Linked DNA regions of Oryctolagus cuniculus: region 1 is linked to region 2. Evidence: chromatin contacts called from public Micro-C data. All regions are on one chromosome and are shown on one strand. The core of a region is the stretch at or near the end of the contact, and the rest is flanking DNA. Distances in the headings are between cores, read along the strand shown. Region 1 holds the start of MEIS1 (Meis homeobox 1). Region 2 has its middle 220 kb from the start of C1D.

Region 1 (3,829 bases), core at 514-3,013, 1.5 Mb before region 2:
CCCAAGCCTCCACACCACAGGATAACCTAAAAAGCAATCACAACATTTTAAAAGGCATCTTGAAGTTAGGTGGCAGATGATAAACTCTTATCATTCTGTGAACACAGCTGCCAAACTCGATTGATTAACAGGCTTTTGTTTATTCTGGGCTGGCAAATACACACACATTTTACCTTAAGAGGTGCCTCTTTAATTTCACAGGGCTTTGGAACTGACTCATCAGTGTGAAGTTTTGGGACAAAAGCCTAATTCAGGATATAGGCCTTCCCAAAGGCACGGCTCCTTATAGAACAGAAAGGTACAAGGGGAGTTTACCCCCAGAGGAGGCCAGCAGCCCAGAGGAGCTCCGCTGGCCTCAAATGCCTCCCTTGGGAGGGGAGAAACAGCAGAGACCAAGGGCCCAGAACGCCTCTTTTTAGTACTCCTTCTCTATCTGTGGAAGGTGCCCGAGGAGGTGAAGGAGGAGCAGAGAATGGAAGGGCCTTCACCAAGTCAAGATGCTGCAGAATAAAGTTCACTTGCCTAGAAAAGAAAGTGTACGATCCATGCTTAGGATAGGTGCTGTCACATAGCAAGCAGGAACGTCTCATCCGCTCTCACTGACACCTAGGACTTGGCCCTTCACTTATTCCTTTTAATAGATGATTCATTGTTACCCTGTTGAAGGAGGTATCCCTTTTTTTTTTTTTTTTTAACTTTTATGGCTCCTATGTTAAAACTCTAGACACCCTCCATGCAATTTCTCCCGGCAAGCCCCAACTGTAATAACTGTTTGCTAATTGTAAAATCCTTATCCAGAATGAGGTTTGGGCAAACAATTTGTACTACTGTAATTACATTGTAAAAGTGTTTCAGCCCCTTGATTGTCTAGAATTAATTGTACAAAGGCCTAGAAGTAGCATTGGGTTCACAGTTACAAATGGATAGTGGGGAAGAAGACACTTTTCACAACCAGTAAGTTTATTTTAAGCTCACAAACTCAAACTGTTCCATTCTGTAAGAAAAATCTGTGTGTACGACATTTAAAGAACATTTTTAAGGTGACCTGGCATACCATGGTTTGCACCCAAGTCTGCCTACTATTTTGAAGGCTCCGGTTGTTGGAAAAGAGTGATTTACTTGAATTTTTTTCGTTTTTAATCTCTGCTGAAAACAAAAGATATTATTTGCTGGAAAGCAATAACACGAAGCCAATCCTGTTGTTAAAAAAGTATATTCCGTATATTAACAAACTGCCCTTTTCCTAATGTGAAAACGTGGAGGGTTGAGCGGAGGGAACGCCCGGCCGGGTTACCTAAGTCTGCTGAGAACCCCTAAGGGCTGGTAAAGATCATGGTCGTCTAAGTGTATTTCGCAGTAAATTTCCCTCAGTTAAATTACACAATCTCCCTCGCAGTTCACATAAGGGCCGTGAGCGAAGCCGTGCCCACGTCAGGCTTTGGTTCGACGCCCTCCCCTGTCCCCCTCGGGTCCCCCTCCCGCTCCCAGGAGCGCGGGTGCGGAGACGGCGCGCACGGCCCCGCAGGCAGCCGTCGAAGGCGCTCAGGTGGTGGGGAAGGCCGGCGGGCTGCGGGCCGGCCCGGTCCTCTCCATACTTGGGAAAGGCTTGTGCTGCCTGGCCCAGCCAGCGCCACTCCCCAGGAAGAAGACAGAAATCGCCTCCCCGAGACCCTGAAATTGGCCTGAAATTTGCTTCCAAGTTCATGCCGCGAGGGTGGGGAGAGCAGGGGTCAGGCGTGGGCTCACAGGCGCCGGTCATCCACCTGGCTGCCCCTCACCCCCCGACCCCCAGGCTTTGACTCCGGGGCCTGCCTTCCCTTTCCGAGTGAGGCGTCGGGGAGTTTGTGCCAGGAAACTACACACGTATGCGACGTAAAAAGTAAGAGATCCTAAAACTTGAGTGTGCCAGACAAAAGAAGAAAAGGCGTGTGTCTGAGGGGGATGGGGGGGCGAGTCAAGAGATGAGGGATCCCGAGGACGTTTGGAACCGACGGAAAGCAGCCGTGGCTCTTCGGAGGAGAGAGCGGTTCTGGGTGGACCGCGCCAGCCCTGTCTTCCAGGCGCACACCGGGAGCGGACTGGGGCGGGGGGCTGGGGGAGGCTGCGGGGCTCGTCGGCTCGGCCTGCTGGAAACGCTGCCCTCTCGGGGCGGCTCAGCCGGCGCCGACCCGTGCGGAGGCTTTAGGAAGCCACAGGAATCGCCTCGGGGAGGCTCCGCGCGCGGCGGGGACCCGGTCGGGACCCCGGGTCCGACGCTCGCCCTGGTGCCCGCTGTCGCAAGCCCACTCCACGGAAACTCGGGTCGCATCTTCCCTGCTACTTGGCGCCTAAGAGTTGGCTGCTGCACACCTCCGAGCGCCTAACCTTTTCCAAACCGTCTCCGCCAGAACGGAGCCCCCTCGCTCTGGCTGAAAACTCTGCCCCCCACCCCTGCGCCCCTTTAGGGGCCAGGGCTGGGGCCGCGGCCCGGGCCGCAGGACGGGGGTGGGGGTGAGGGGCGCGTGCGCCCGCCGCTTCGAGGGAGTCAGCCTTTTGGCCACCTTCGGGGCGGGAATCGGGGCTGGCGGTTTGCATTCCCGGCAGATCGAAGCTCCCTGCTGATCGATTATTTGATAATTGATTTTCCCCGCAGCCAATGCGCGGCCGCCTGGGCGGGGGCGCCTCCTGATTGGCCGAGCCCTTCGCCACGGCTGCCCACCGAGATTTGGGTGAGTTCATTTTCCAGCCGACCGCAGGGGGAGTTTTCGGCGAGGCTTCGGCTGGGGGGTGGGGGCGGGGGTTCCTCTCGGAGCCGAGCGAGCTGCGAGCCCCGCTCGGGGATGGGAGGCTTCCCGGCGCCGGTCGAGCTGCTGCGGCCAAGCCCTCTCAGCAGACCGGAGCCCGGCGGGCAGCAAACTCGAAAATAACACCATTACATAGCACTGTAAAGGGCCACCTCAGAGTGCCACAATAAAGAGAAGGGGGGAAATGACTAAGCCCAGAGAATAGGTATTCGCAGGGGGAAAGTTAAAGCCAGAGGCGCCGAGCCTCCGAGTTTGGGTACCGGCAGCTTTTGTCTGCAAACCTCGGCTCCCGAAGTGGATCCTTTTCCTCAGGCACTGGGAGTTTTCGCCGAACCGAGTGTGTGGGGTGGGTGGTGGTGGGGGGACAGGAAAGTGTGGTCAGCAAAGGAGCAGGGCGTCGCCGGGGAGAGAGCTGGGGGCGCGGGGCCCCTCCAGGCCCGCGCGAGGCCGAGGCCGGAGCCCCTCGGCGCCTCGAAGACAAAGGCGGCGGCGGCCGCAGCCGGAGCCGAGCGCGCCGGCCCCGTCGCGCCGCGCCCGCAGCGGGTCTGAGGAAAAGCGGCCCTCCCCGCGGCGCCCGGGCCGCAGCTCCGCCCGCGAGGTCCGGGCTGCCCCGAGCCCGCGTCGGGTTTCGCTTTCCGGCGATCATAAATAGCTCGGTGTTTGTAAACAGGCGCTGGGGGCACATTCCCGGCGCCCGGCTCATTGTTCCCTCCCTGGCTCTCACTCCGCGCAGGACGCCGGGGCTGGGGCCGGGGGGCTGCCGGGGCGAGGAGAGGGGGCGTCCAGATCCAAAGTGACAAAATGCAAGCATTGCCTTGCCGCCGGCCGGGCGTCCACCTCTGACAGCACAAAAACCGTACGCCCGAGCCAGCCCCGGCCCCGCGTTCCCAGGACTCCCCCGCCGGAGCCTCTCCCAGCCCCGCTCGCGTCTGGCTCCGGGTTGGACTTTTCTCCTCGGGGTGGCGGGGGTGGGGAGAGGTTTAGGTCCGAGGATCCGGCACTTCGTGCATCAGCCCCGGGCCCGACACAGACTGGCCGACCCCAAT
Region 2 (3,571 bases), core at 1,007-3,506:
ATACTATATGAATTACAAATTTACCTAAAACTAAGTATATCTTACACATAGCTAGATCACAGAAATTAGGAATTTATGTATTTCAGATTATTACAAACATTCTACCCCATAATGGTGAAAATAAGTCGCAGTTGACATACTTATCAAGGCTCTCTCTGGGACATCTGAGAACTGAATAGCTGAGATTTATGAGGTAGGAAGCATTATCCTAGGTAGCCCATGATTGGGGAGGGATTGTACTGGACAAGCAGACAGGCAAGTGTGAAAGAAGAAAGCACTTTGTAAAAAGAACGCAGCACTTCCACTATGAAAAATAAACTACTTTTGGCCGGCGCCGCGGTTCACTAGGCTAATCCTCCGCCTTGCAGCGCCAGCACACCAGGTTCTAGTCCCAGTCGGGGCGCCAGATTCTGTCCCGGTTGCCCCTCTTCCAGGCCAGCTCTCTGCTGTGGCCAGGGAGTGCAGTGGAGGATGGCCCAAGTACTTGGGCCCTGCACCCCATGGGAGACCAGGATAAGTACCTGGCTCCTGCCATCGGATCAGCATGGTGCACCGGCCGCGGCAGCCATTGGAGGGTGAACCAATGGCAAAGGAAGACCTTTCTCTCATCTCTCTCCCTCACTGTCCACTATGCCTGTCAAAAAAATAAAATAAAAAAAAATAACTACTTTTAAGTCCTTCTGGAAAACCATATGAAATCATGTGCCAAAAGGCTATAAGTACTCAGCCTCCAGATTTACCCAACTAATATTCCCCAAAGGAAAAAAATCCATGGCTTGAACATACTCATTGAAACTCATTGTAAAATTATTTATGATAATAAGAAATCACAAAAATCTAAGTACCTAAGAGTAAGGAAACATATATAAAGTGTGATATATCCTCTTGGAAGTTTCTCCACTTGGAAGAAACTTCTACATACAATGAAAAGGATAATAATAAGGATTAGGTGGTAAGTTGGAGAAAATGTACAGGAAAAAATGCCAACCCCAAAAAAAGCAAGCTATGCAACTATATAAACGTTATAATTAAACCCATATTCAAATATGTTTCTATGGAACAAAACAAATAAGGAACCCATATAAGTAAAAATACTTCTATGATGGAGTCTCTACTTTAAAGACTGAATGTATATACAGTATTCATAATTTTTTTTAACTTGGGAGCACTGAGGCCCGCTGGTCCCTGGTCTTCAGCCTTCATCCCTCACATGTAACATGCCCTTCGCTCAGAACATTAACTCATAGCAATAGGCTGAAATTCTGCTTCCAGGCAAATCCACCAAAACCCAAACCCCAGGATCAGCACACCCTCCTCTGTTCTCCACCATCTGCCTGAAGACAACCTGGATACTTCAGACACCAAAATGGACTCCTGGAAACCCCGAAGCAAAGAAGGAAAAAGCCAGACTCCACCCCCACCCCCACCCCCACCCCTACCCCCCAGCAGCAGATGGTTGGGTCTTAACAGCTTGGATTTGTTTTCTCCACACACACCAGGAGAGACTAGCCAGTCAAGCAGGAGGCTGACCAGTACTTCTCGGCTTTAGAAAATGCCTGTTTGGCAGCGTGGCATTCACACGGATGAAATGTCACATCTTTTGTCCCAGCATTCCAAGAGAAGTTCTGCCAGGGGAGTTCTATCAGTGTAATTAACACAAAGGCCCCCTTCTGTCTTAAAAACACAGCCTCAGATACATGGCAAGATGAACTAGCCATTGTTTTCCACAGGGCACAAAAACCCTTCCCCCCCACCCACCCCCAGCCCATTTACGGGGTTTCATTAAGGCCCACGGGTGCCTCTAACTTATTTATTTAGGAAACACTGTGATTGTCTTAATGTAAACAGAACTCAAGATCAGTTGACAGTTGGAATGGTCCAGCAGAAATGTTTTCAAAGGCGCCTCCTTGGAAAGGGGTCTTTCCATTGAGACCCTGGTTCCTGTATCCTACTGCCAGCACTGTTCACAAAATAAACAAATGTTTGTTTTACAACATGGCAAAGGGGGCTCCCATTCAACACTGGCCAGATATGAAAACAAACTTTCACATATAAGGGCTTTTGATACACATGACTTACTGGGATGACAAGGGGCTTGGCTGGGGAGTGCTTAAAGCTTATTAATATTGCACAAAAGACTTTTGTTTATCATTTCGCTAGATTGCCTGGGAATCACAAGACTCAAGCCGCCACCCGGCTGGTGTCCTAGCATCTCAGCAGCCGTAACGTGTGGAGATTGCGAAAGCACTGCTGGTTGGGAGCCAGAAACAAACTCTCCACAGACCCAGGTGAAAGAGCTCCAAACTGCCGGCCTCTGAGAACCAAGCCGCGGATTGTTGAGTGAAGGGACAAGAGCTCCCCCTACAGGTTAAAAAAATGGATGTCTTGAACCTTTCTGTCTTTAGAAAGAAAACATGGAACCCATGGGGTGCTTAATCCAGGACCATTTCCCCTCCTATTCAAAAAACCCAGGTCTCTCCAGCCACTTTGGCATGCTTCCTCTTTAAAGCTGAACAGCTCCGCTCCCAGAATGTCTTATGAGACAATAACATTCTGAAAGCTCATGGTCAACAGTTCCTTAGGTACTGGATTGTTAAGCAGGAAATGAAAGTAAGTCAGATACCATGTGTGCCCCTCTAGCCTCATGCTGTCCAATACTGGGGCTCCAGCCATTTGTGGCTTTTGACCAATCAAATTGTGGCCAGCTCAGATTGAGGCATGCTATAAAAGAATATGAAATAGCTGGCTGATTTTTCACTTTGGTCATATGTTCAAATGACAATATTTGAGCTGTATTCTATTAAATAGAATATATTCCAATCCATTTTACTGTGTTTTTTAAGGTGGCCGCTAGAAAAAATTGTGCATACATCACAGACTCGATAACCTACTTCTATTGGACAGTGTTGCTTCAGACATTCGATCTATTGTATAATAACAAGGCTGTAAAAATAATGACGGGAAAATTTTGAGCCTGTAGCACTGGTGATTTATGCCAGATGAGTTGATTTTTTTCTTCAGTACAGTAATTCCATTCATAAACCTGAATCTCCTGAAAAGAAAGTTTAAAAAACAATACTAACCCTACAATACTCACTTCCCTGCGATATTCTTTTTTTTTTTTTAATGTTTAAAGTTTCCTTTATTTAAACTCTCAGAAAAAAAGGAAGTAAAGTCTTCAATGTGGGTTCAGGTCACATGTGTCAAGAAAAATTTCAAAGGTAAGGACATATTTTTTCTCTGCAAACTCCTTTCTTCTCCTGGCCATACCCTTTGTGTGTTTAACTCCAAGTTACTCGAAGAGAAAAAATTCCTTCTACCAGAACACTCTTGCAAAATTGTTTTCAGTTCATTAGACAGCAGATATTTACTTATTCCCTGCCATAGCAGCAGCCTCACCCACATAATCAACACACCTCGTGAGCAATATGAGTTTGGCGGAATACGTGAAATAAATGGATTATGTAAAAAATATGCGGCCCGAAACGTGGCCAGGCCACCAAACTCGCCATAGCATTTAGACAAACTACTGAAAACATCCTAATATTTGACAGTATTACCACTTTAATTT

What was found. Hi-C and Micro-C count contacts between places; a contact is called where the count stands out from the background.
Region 1: a contact with region 2 is called in a Micro-C map of ear pinna, with 6 times the contacts expected there. The contact joins the promoter of MEIS1 here to the enhancer-like site in region 2. A contact is called at or near these places in 3 of 6 Hi-C or Micro-C datasets (ear pinna, embryonic fibroblasts and skin fibroblasts).

What each region holds. Positions count from the first base shown.
Region 1 is chr2:136,231,163-136,234,991 of mOryCun1.1, reverse strand. It overlaps MEIS1 (Meis homeobox 1), which reads left to right and starts at 1,763. Exons shown (of 12, transcript XM_051837800.2): 1 at 1,763-1,879.
Region 2 is chr2:134,768,321-134,771,891 of mOryCun1.1, reverse strand. No RefSeq gene overlaps it. Among named protein-coding and RNA genes, the nearest start is that of C1D, 220 kb to the right of the region's middle. Within about 2 kb of position 2,256, at least 2 of the 8 cell types and tissues checked have an H3K27ac peak or open chromatin away from gene starts, as enhancers often do. A contact at or near this core is called in ear pinna, where this site is marked.